Regions from separate parts of the Mus musculus genome. Here region 2 is linked to region 1. Evidence: chromatin contacts called from public HiChIP or PLAC-seq data. All regions are on one chromosome and are shown on one strand. Each heading gives the region's core, a stretch centred on a gene start, on an enhancer-like site or on the middle of the called end of the contact. The rest is flanking DNA. Distances are from core to core; before and after follow the strand shown. Region 1 overlaps Atf7 (activating transcription factor 7). Region 2 holds the start of Nfe2 (nuclear factor, erythroid derived 2).

The links. HiChIP or PLAC-seq counts read pairs in DNA pulled down with a chosen protein or histone mark.
Region 2: a contact with region 1 is called in an H3K4me3 HiChIP or PLAC-seq map of bone marrow-derived macrophages, with 5 times the contacts expected there. The contact joins the promoter of Nfe2 here to the enhancer-like site in region 1. A contact is called at or near these places in 1 of 484 Hi-C or Micro-C datasets (CD4 T cells), 4 of 115 datasets of contacts at active chromatin or transcription factors (bone marrow-derived macrophages, extraembryonic endoderm stem cells, memory CD8 T cells and 1 more) and 1 of 9 other capture datasets (adipose tissue).

The regions. Positions count from the first base shown.
Region 1 is chr15:102,526,390-102,531,433 of GRCm38.p6, forward strand. It overlaps Atf7 (activating transcription factor 7), which reads right to left. Exons shown (of 12, transcript NM_001310067.1): 12 at 2,247-5,044. Among named protein-coding and RNA genes, the nearest start is that of Npff, 4.3 kb to the left of the region's middle. Within about 2 kb of position 2,987, at least 4 of the 459 cell types and tissues checked have an H3K27ac peak or open chromatin away from gene starts, as enhancers often do. A contact at or near this core is called in bone marrow-derived macrophages, where this site is marked.
Region 2 is chr15:103,253,126-103,257,840 of GRCm38.p6, forward strand. It overlaps Nfe2 (nuclear factor, erythroid derived 2), which reads right to left and starts at 2,314. Exons shown (of 3, transcript NM_008685.3): 1 at 2,025-2,314.

The DNA.
Region 1 (5,044 bases), core at 1,737-4,236:
TGCCTCTGCCTCCCAAGTGCTGGGATTAAAGTGTGTGTCACAGTGCCCAGCTTGTCTGGTTTTCTAAGCCTGAGACTCTGTATGTAGCCCAATATGCTGGCCTCTGTTTTTAGTTTCTCAAGTGCTGGGATTACAGATGTGCACCACCACACCTGGCAGAAATTTCGTATTTTATCTTTGCTCTCGAAATTCACTGTGTGACTTCAGAGGCAGGCTGATCTTTTTGAGTCGAGGCCAGGCTCTTCTACAGAGCTAGTTCCAAAACAGCCAAGGCTACACAGAGAAACCCTGCCTCAAAACAAAACAAACAAACAAAAAAACAACAAAGAGGCAACTTGCTGGAGGCCCCTGAGCACAATCTCCAGCACCCAGAGAACAATAAAAAAACCTAACCCTGTGAACAGGAAGCTGTCCTGAACAGCAGATGGGTTGCGTACACAGCAGTCTCACAGCAGCCACCCTGTGTTCACTGCACTGCTGCTTCAGTACCGGAGTCTGGGCTGAAGCTACTAAGTTCACAAAGAAGCTGGTTCACTTCTAACCTCAACAAAAATTAATCATCCTAACCTGTGTGCTAGGATTCTCATCTTCTAGACTTAGTTTTATTTATCACCTTCCAGACTTATTTATTTAAATACAGGATCTCAGCTGGCCTGTGGTGACATATGCCTTTAGTCCCAGCACTTGGGAGGTAGGGCAAATCTCTGAGTTCAAGGCCAGCCTGGTCTACAGAATGAGTTCCAGGACAGTGAGAGCTACACAGAGAAACCCTGTCTCAAAAAAAAAAAAAAAAAATATTGGGGCTGGTGAGATGGCTCAGTGGGTAAGAGCACCTGACTGTTCTTCCGAAAGTCCAGAATTCAAATCCCAGCAACCACATGGTGGCTCACAGCCATCTGTAACAAGATCTGACTCCCTCTTCTGGAGTGTCTGAAGACAGCTACAGTGTACTTACATATAATAAATAAATAAATCTTTAAAAAAAATTTTTTTTTAAATTTTTAATTGTATATCTGCAAGAGCGGGTGTCTGAGGAGCTGGAATTCCAGATGTGAGCCACCTAAATGGAACGGAACTCAAGTCCTCTAGAACACAAGTGCTCTTAACCACTGAGCCACCTCTCCAGTCTTCCTCCAGACTCTGTCTTAGCTTTTGGTAATGTTCTCTCTTTCTTGGACATACTGTGTGCTCCCCACCCACTTTCTCATTCATTTATTTACCTGGGGAGAAGGAGACACATGCCCCACAGAGCATATGTGGAGCTCAGAGAACACCTTGCCAGTTCTCTTCCCACCACATGTATCCAGGGATCAAGCTCAGGTCTTCAGGCTTGGCAGTAAGTACCTTAATTGCTGGGGCCCACACAGTGATGGCCAGTAAGTGTTTCCATTTCCTAAGGAGGCTCTGAGTCCTTCACCAGACACCAACCCAGTAGATCTGTTCTACCAAGGAACCTTAGAGGTACCTGTTCTGTCTTTTGTCAGGTTCTTCAGTCTGTCTCCTTGGTGGTTTCCACTTTTAGTGGAAGACACAGACACAGAAAGGATCAGTGGCTCACCTGTCCGTCTTCCTCACCCTGATCATTACCTGTTCTCCTGTGAGCTTTAATCTGCTTTTACAAAGTTTGCCTCGAGTTTCCAATCTTCTTCTCTTTTTAATTTTTTTTTTTTTAACTTTTTAATTGTGTATATGTGTGCTGGGGGAAGGGTTATGCAAGTGAGTGCAGTGCCTGTGGGGGCCAAAAGAGGGCACCAGATCCCTTGCAGCTGGAGTTAAGGGTGGTGGTAAACTAGCCAACATGGGTGTGGGGACCAAACGGATCTTTTGAGACAAGAGCAGTTTTTCCTCTTAACTACTGAGCCATCTCTTCAGCTATTCCTTCTAGTCTCTGGAGAAAGCTTGACTTTGTCTACCTCTTTGTACACTCCCAAGCCCCTTTCTTGGGAGTAGGACTTTTTCTTCCTTTCAATTGTTGGAAGTGGGTGAGCATAAAACACTGAAAGAGCCAGGGTGTTCAGTATTCCCATTGGTCAGTCTTTTTGTGATGCCTTGGCTCTGAGGCAGTTTAAAGATCTGAACTCTGTGCCTTTTCCAACACCATGTTACTTACTGAAAGCAGAGAGAGCCTGCTAGTTCTGCCCTAAGAAGTGGAAGGAGGAGGATGGTCAGACACAAATGCCTACTGAGTCTCTAGGAGTGACCAATGGGCCCCATGAGTCTGCGTAGGGAAGCACCAAACATACCAGTCATTCTCTTGATAGTTTAATGTTATATTTGCAGCATAAATAAGGCACAGTATATGTCAGGGCAAGGGATGGAGGGAGAAGGCAAGGCTGGGTGATAACTGCTAAATGGCATGGGGGAAGGAAGAAGGGATAGTTATGGAGAAGAGCTGAAAGCCCCTGCCTCAGCCCTGCCCCAGGAGATTGTGAGAGCCTGCTCACAGGGGTCATGCTGAATTGGGAGGAGGGAAAGGACAGAAGACACTTTTGTAACAAAACAGCCCAGAGCACTGTATCCTCCCACCTGTCAGAGTCTACCACTGGAGCCTGGGGAGACCCAGACTGGGTTGAGTTCCTTGAGGATGGAGAGGTATTGCTACATGTCAAAAGGATATAGAACAGAGCTATATTCATAGATACACATGGCTTCTCAACATATACTCTATCAGGATGTAGGAGGCTCCACTGTGGGGGTGGAGGCTAATCTTCCTGTAAGAGATGTGGTGTGTGCACAGGGAAGAAATGGACAACTAAGGCTCCTGCTGATTTTGTTTGTTTGTTTTGAGACAGGGTCTCACTGCATAGCTATGATTGGCTTTGAACTCCCTATGTAGACCAGACTGGTCTTGAACACAAAGAGATCTGCCTGCCTCTGCTTCCCTCAAAAGTGCTGGGATCAAAGGCATATGCCACCACCACTCCTGGCCTTCCTGCTGGCTAAAGTCACCAAGAATGCAGAACTAGTAGCCTGCAAGGAAATATGAGTCCAGACCAATGCAGGCAAGAGTTTTAGAGCTAAGACTAGAAGGAAGACCAACCTAGAATTTGAGATGAGTAATGTGGTGGTGGCTGTTTTAATGGAAGAGGAAGGAAGGACTGGGGGAAATAAAAATATCAATTCTAAGGCAGAGAAGACATTTAAAGTAATCGTTGTCATCCCAGAGCTAAGATGCTCCCAGCCTGTCCGCTAGGGACTGTCATGCATTAGTGTGAACTAGCAGCAGAGACTGTTAGTTAAAGCTCACCTTCAGAGTGGCCAACTCAGGAGGTTGGGATGGCCCAGAGTGTACATTTCTAGCAAGCTCTTCAGGTGATGGTGCTGCTGATGTTGTTCTTGGACCATGTTCTGAGAACCACTGCCCTAAGGTAAAGTCAATGAAACTAGTGCTCACAGCCACTAATAGCTAAAGCCTTACTCACAATTGCTGGCTTATAGCCTACCAGCTCTACATTAAAAAACAAAACAGAAAAAGAAAACACCTACTAGCTGAAATAGAAACTTGCATTTACAAGAACATAAGCTGCCTTAATCTGCCCTACTTTCACCAGCCTTTGTTCATTCTAGGGTAGGATTTTACCTCAAAGTAACAGTGCAAACGGTGGGAATGTGGCCAGCAGGCACTGCTCATTCCTATGGATCACCAGGCTGGTGGAATAGGGGGATTTGTCTATGCATATGCACATATACAGACAGAAACAGAATTTGTAAGAAGAATGTCTAGCTGGACTGGAGTGGGGTAGGGTCTTTTGATAGGCTTTAGGATCCTCACCTGTCCTGTCCCACCACCCCTCCCACCCTGGTCAAACATGGCTAAAGAAAGGAGAAAGCATAGCAACGAAGGCACGTGTCACACAGCTGTGAGACACATCTGAACAGACTAGGGTTTTCTTTTCATAAGAAGTACATATTTCTTTTTGGTGGGTACAATAGATAATGGAAATGTGTTCTGAGGATGGGGACACGCCGGGGAGAGTGAGCTGAGCAGTTAGCACCTTTAAGGAGCCTCTCAGAAGCCAGAGGAAGAATTGCATGTGTGTGTCTTTTTGGCGGTTCAGGCTGTACAAAGTACAGTTATATCTCTCAGGATGATGGTGCTGGAGGGCGGGTCCCTGAGGAGACGGAAGAGGTGAATCAAGGAAGGAGTCAAGAGCTACAGAATGGGAGAGGGAAGGCAGGCAGCAAGGCAAGGTTCACCAGCACAGCTCCCTTAAGTATGTGGTCTGGTGCTTACAGCCATGGGAAGGAGTGGAGGAAGGAAGCAGGCAGATCTGGCATCTCAGCCAACAGGAAGGGAGTGAAAGTGAATGAAGGGGCCGTGTCCTTCCCAGCTCTCCCTGCGTGTTGGGCGGCTTCTCAGCCTTTGAGACTCTGAACACTCTGTGTTATATGGAGTGGGTGGCAAGAGCACAGACCAGGCCTCTGACCACACCTGGGCCTGAGACATCACACTCTCAGCGCCTTTCTGACAGACCTCTGAAGAAGGGCTTAGTTACATGAAACAAAACAGAGTTGGGAAAAGATGAGTTAAAACTGGAGGACATAGCCATCCTGACTGATGTACAAAATTCCACAGAGAAACACAAGGAACATGAGACAACAGCAGACCAGGGCATACTACAAACCTCTCCTTAATGAAAACCAAAAGTACTGAGAAGTCTGAGAAAGAGTTCAGAGTTGATGTAGAAGTCTCAGATACAAATGCATGAACTAGGAACTGTATACAAAACCTCCAAAATGAACAAAACAGTGGGTAAGTTGGAGGAGAAAGTCAGATATATGGAGGGAGATTTTGATGAGGGCATTCAAACATGGAAAAGGAACAAGATAGAAATTAACATGAAAGAAACATGAAAGTGAAAACCCTCACTAGAAAGTGTCCCCAAGAGATTAAGATCATGCAGTTCTGCAGTGGAGCACAAAGTTGGAACAATCATATACTCAGACACACACAGACAGACAGACAGACAGACAGACAGACAGACACACACACACACAGAGACAGAGAGAGAGAGAGAGAAAGAGAGAGATAGATATTACCAGT
Region 2 (4,715 bases), core at 1,064-3,563, 730 kb after region 1:
CCTTGGACAAATTGCATCACAGTTTCCAGCTAAATGGAGACAGGAGTAGAGAAATTCACAACTGTAGAAGGAACAAGCTGCATCTAGTCAGCCACATTTACCTGGGGTGTATGGAAAACATGCCTGATGCCTTGGGATGTGCAGGCCCCTAAGAACAACAATGCCCTAGACATAGAGAGGAGGCCAGACTCACCTCAAGAAACACACATCTAGATGAATTTGCAGGAAAGAACATAAAGCCGGAAAGGGGAATAGCAAGTTGTCTATACTCTTCATCTAGCTACAAACCCAGGCAAAGCTAGACTTCAAGTGGTACCTAGCTATCAGCCCTTTCCTATGAAGACCTGAAAGTAAGTCTTCTTGTTCCTGAGATTAAAAAAAAAAAAAAAAAAAAAAAGAGTGTAGAGGGGGCAGGAAGAGGCTGGAGGCTGAGCAGAGGTTCATAAAGGAAACCACCAGACCATTGGCTTGTACCAGGCACAGGCCCTTTGGATCTTGGGAGCCTGCCTTTCAGAGGACCAGCAAGCTTGCAGCCAGTAGGACAGACTAGAAGCCAGACAGAAAGAATACCAGAGAGGGTAGTGAAAAGAGACAGGGAATGTGAGCTAGTTTTCCAGGGGCTCTTTAGCAACACTGCTCTTGTTTTACAGTTTAGCCTTCCTCTTCAGGTCATAAAACCACCAGATCTACTGGGGTGGTTATCCCCTTCGATCCTCCACACTGTAGATCTGGTAGAACTTGAGCCAACTGCAGAAACTTCCATTCTTCCTTTTCACTCTGGTGGTCCTACCTGCCTACTCTCCTTCCCTCCTTCCAGACCAACCCAGAGCCTTGAATATGCCATGCCAACACTCTACCACCAAGCTACATCCTTAGAATCTTCCAAAGATCTTCTCATGATTCCAAAGACTTCACAGGTTACAAAACTTTCTAGGGATACAGGATCATTTGGAGAGGTAGAAGAAGACATTTTGGCTTCCACTGCTAGCCTAAGACTTTGAACTTCTTTGACAGGGAGCTTGCTTCAGGGTACTGTATTGAGGCTTATTAGGTTACCCCACCTCTCTTGGTGTCAACACAGACAAAGGAAGGATTAGAGAGATATGAGTAAAACTTGGTGTGTAAATTAGCAGGTAAGCAACCTTGTTACAAAGATTACGGAGAATTTCTCAAAAGGGAGAGGCACGCAGAGGCAAAATAGAGAAGAAGTCAATAGAACGAAGAGGGAAGATTTGAACCACGAAGGCTTAGTCCCCTGGGAATATATATATATATATATCAACATGATGCTTGGAAACAAGGAAAAGGGAATGAATTTCTGCTCTCCAGTGACTCTATCCCTAGAACTCTGGCTCATTGGAAGCAATAAGTAGAGGCTGCAGTCCGCAGATCTGGTGGCTCTCTTTTCTCCCATAGCATCTCAACCTCCTGCTACTAGCAGCCAAGAGTTTCCATAGAAGCATCTACACTGAGATTGAATGCCCTCCTCTTTTCAGGTCCAGCTTAGGACTGTACAGGAGGAGAGGCAACGGGGAACCACTCAGCCAACCCCCCCACCTTGCTGTAACAAGGTTTTTCAGAAGTTCAGACATCCCATATTTATGGTCCCTTCGCTTCCCCCAAATCTCAGATGGTCGGGGCTACAGAATACCATGGGGAAGGGTACAAGGTGGCACCATATTACTGGAGCCTACTAGCTCCCCCAGTCAGCAGGCCAGTTGAAGGGTTCCTCCTGTTCACTCCCCTGCTCCTCCAGGGTGCTATTTAGTAAAGCATTGTGTAGCCCCCCCACCTACAACCTCCCACCCCAGCCACCCCAAGGGTCCTAGAACAGCCAGGAAGTCATCTAAAAGTATCTCCAAGTAGTATTATTACTCCTAATGTATCAGTTTCCTACACCAGGTATAGTCTAGGAAGATGTCTTAGAAACATCCAGACAGAAACTTAGGTATTCCTCCCTGTACCTCCTCCACCTGCCCAGCCTGACCTCCCCAGAGCCCACTGAGGCGTCCCTTCAGACTCGCCTTTCAGGCACCTGTGGCGGATTCCAAGCCCGGCGAGGAGAGAGATGAGGCTGCGGGTAGTGTCCCTGAGAGGCTGGGTCAGAGCTGACACCTCCTGGGCGCTGAGCGCTGCCTCTGAGTACTACTGAGGGCCGAGCCCCGCCCCCGGGCCATGGCTGGGCGCGGAGCACCGGTTGGCCCCGGTAGAAGCGGGCGCACCGGCGGTCTCTCCGAAGCCCTCGGTCGGAGTTACCAGTGCTTCCTCCAACCCTTCCCTTTCCCCGTGGCCCTCTTCTCCTCCTGCCCCTTCTGGCCAAGAGAGGAAACTTGAGCCCGGTGTGGTTTCTGCTGCACCCCGCCCCCGCCTCTCTGTGGCAGCGGGGGCACCCGGGGCTCACAGGCTTCAGACCCTCTCCAGCTGGTCCAGGACAGTTCATTCCCTGTTTGTTCGGGCTGACTTCACAGTCGATGGTCCACTCACAAGAGACTCCTAAGCTTAAATAAACATGGCCCGCAGCCTCCTCTTTCTTTCAGGTGGTGTCTCCTAAAGACCGACAGGGAAACTAAGTCATAACAAGGCAAAAGGCAGCAGGCAGTAAGAACCAGGTATCTGAGTCCAATTTGCTTAGGGCAACAACCTTCACTTCTAGAAAGCCTGGGCTCTAAGGGAACTATTTTGGGGATGAGAGGCTGCTAGCTGCTTAGAGGTATCCTTTAATGAGTTACCCCGCCAACCCCTGCCTCAGATGCTCTAGGACAAAGGATTCTTTTTTGTCCTATTTATTTATTTATTTATTTATTTGTTTGTTTATTTATTTATTTATTGCCAGTGTGTGTGGGGTGAGGGTCCTTAGGTGGGAGACTGTCCTGTTGGTTAATAATTAGTCTCCCTAAAAGGGATCTTTTTTTCTTGCAGGCCAGGCTACATATGTACATCAGATTCATCTCCTAGTACACAACAGCTCTGTATCAGACAACTGTGCTCTCCCAGAAGTCTCTCATCTGCTTTCCCTGTGCTGGAATTATAGGAGTGCTCACTGTGTCTGCTTCAGTAACTTTCAGACCAAAGGAACATGTCTTTTTGGTCTATCTAACTTCGGTTCTGATTGATACGGCTTACACCACTTTTTCTCTATTGTTTTTCTCACTGATATTCAAGTTAATTTGGAAACATTTTTAGACCAGAAGCAAAGCTGGGTATTTGACAAAAGACCTAGAACCCCTGTATTCAAGAGCTAGAGGAAAGGTGAGTTCAAGGTCAACATTGGCTACGTGGTGAGTTTGAGGCCAGCCTGATGTGCATGGGACCCTGTCTCTGAAAAACAAACTAATAAGATAGGCAGAAAAGCAGGTGAGTCCTACCCCAAGGTAGAGGTGTCATTCTGCTAACGCTTTGGATAGGATTGTGCTTTCTGTTAGAATAGTGGGACTATATTGGCCTGAAGCATGAACAACAGCTGCTGGGAGCCTTCCAACTGTTCGATCACAAAAGTGTCTTCTTTGACCACTCTAGTTCTCCCCACTATCTTCCACAACCTGGCAACATAGTCAAGCAAGTAATGACTTAGTGTGTTGATACCACAAGGAACCTCCCATCAAGCTAACATCTCTGAGATTTCCCACACTCAGCTAGACCTAAGGCTGAGTACTTCCCATTCCAACCTGATCACACACACCTGTATAGTTTATGCGGGTCAGGAGGCAATCCAATGACTTTACTGCATGCTGGATGTGGGCTTGGGGCCTAGTGTGAGACTGAATCTAGGTCACATACATGCCCTTGCATACTTATTAGGGTCCTCATAGGAGATAAGAGATAGTAACAGTCACACATGCAGTTGTTTGTATAATATCAGATTACAGATAATTCATGAACAGGGTGTATGGCATTTCAGATATATCTATATACAACATAGACAGACCTTAGCCTTTATTCATTCAAAAATATTTATTTTCTACTCCAGAAACACAAATATGACTAAGACAGTCCATGTTTTCACACCCACTCAGATCTATAGCCAGTGGACATGAAAACACATGCCTAAAAATCCAGTTCTTGGGAGGCTGAGGCAGGAAGACAGACTTTTTTTTTTTTTTTTTTTTAAGGCCAACCTGGGCTACATAGTAAATTCCAAGACAGCATGTGACATATAGTGAAACACTGTTTAAAAAAGAAAAAAGCATTCATGAAACAAAGACAAAAGAATCACTACTCCAGACCTGCCTGATCTATACAGTAAGTTCCAGGACAGCCTCACACATACATACATACATACATACATACATACATACATACATACATACATAGGAAGACCTTGCCTCAAAAACAAAACAACACAAAAAGTCTATGTGAAGCAGTGTGCAATGAAAGAAATTAATCCTACTTGGTGAAATCCAAGCAAGGCTTTCCAGTAGACTTGGGCTGTGGAGAAAAAAAAAAAGAGTATTCTAGCAAAGGTGTGGATATGCTGAAGCATAAAATACAGATGTTTCTAGAGTGGGCATGAGGTGACAAGTAGGTGATAAGCCTAAACACCCCAGGGGCTGGGGAATGTCACCTAGCAGCAAATATTTTCCTAGGTCCTAGGATCTGGGATAAGGAGTACTGTACAATTTAACAGGGGCTGGAGAGTAAGGCTTCTGAGAATCAAACTAGAGAGGGTATAGTCTCCCCTGCAGACACTACTAGAAGTATTTGAAGTCCTTTACTCC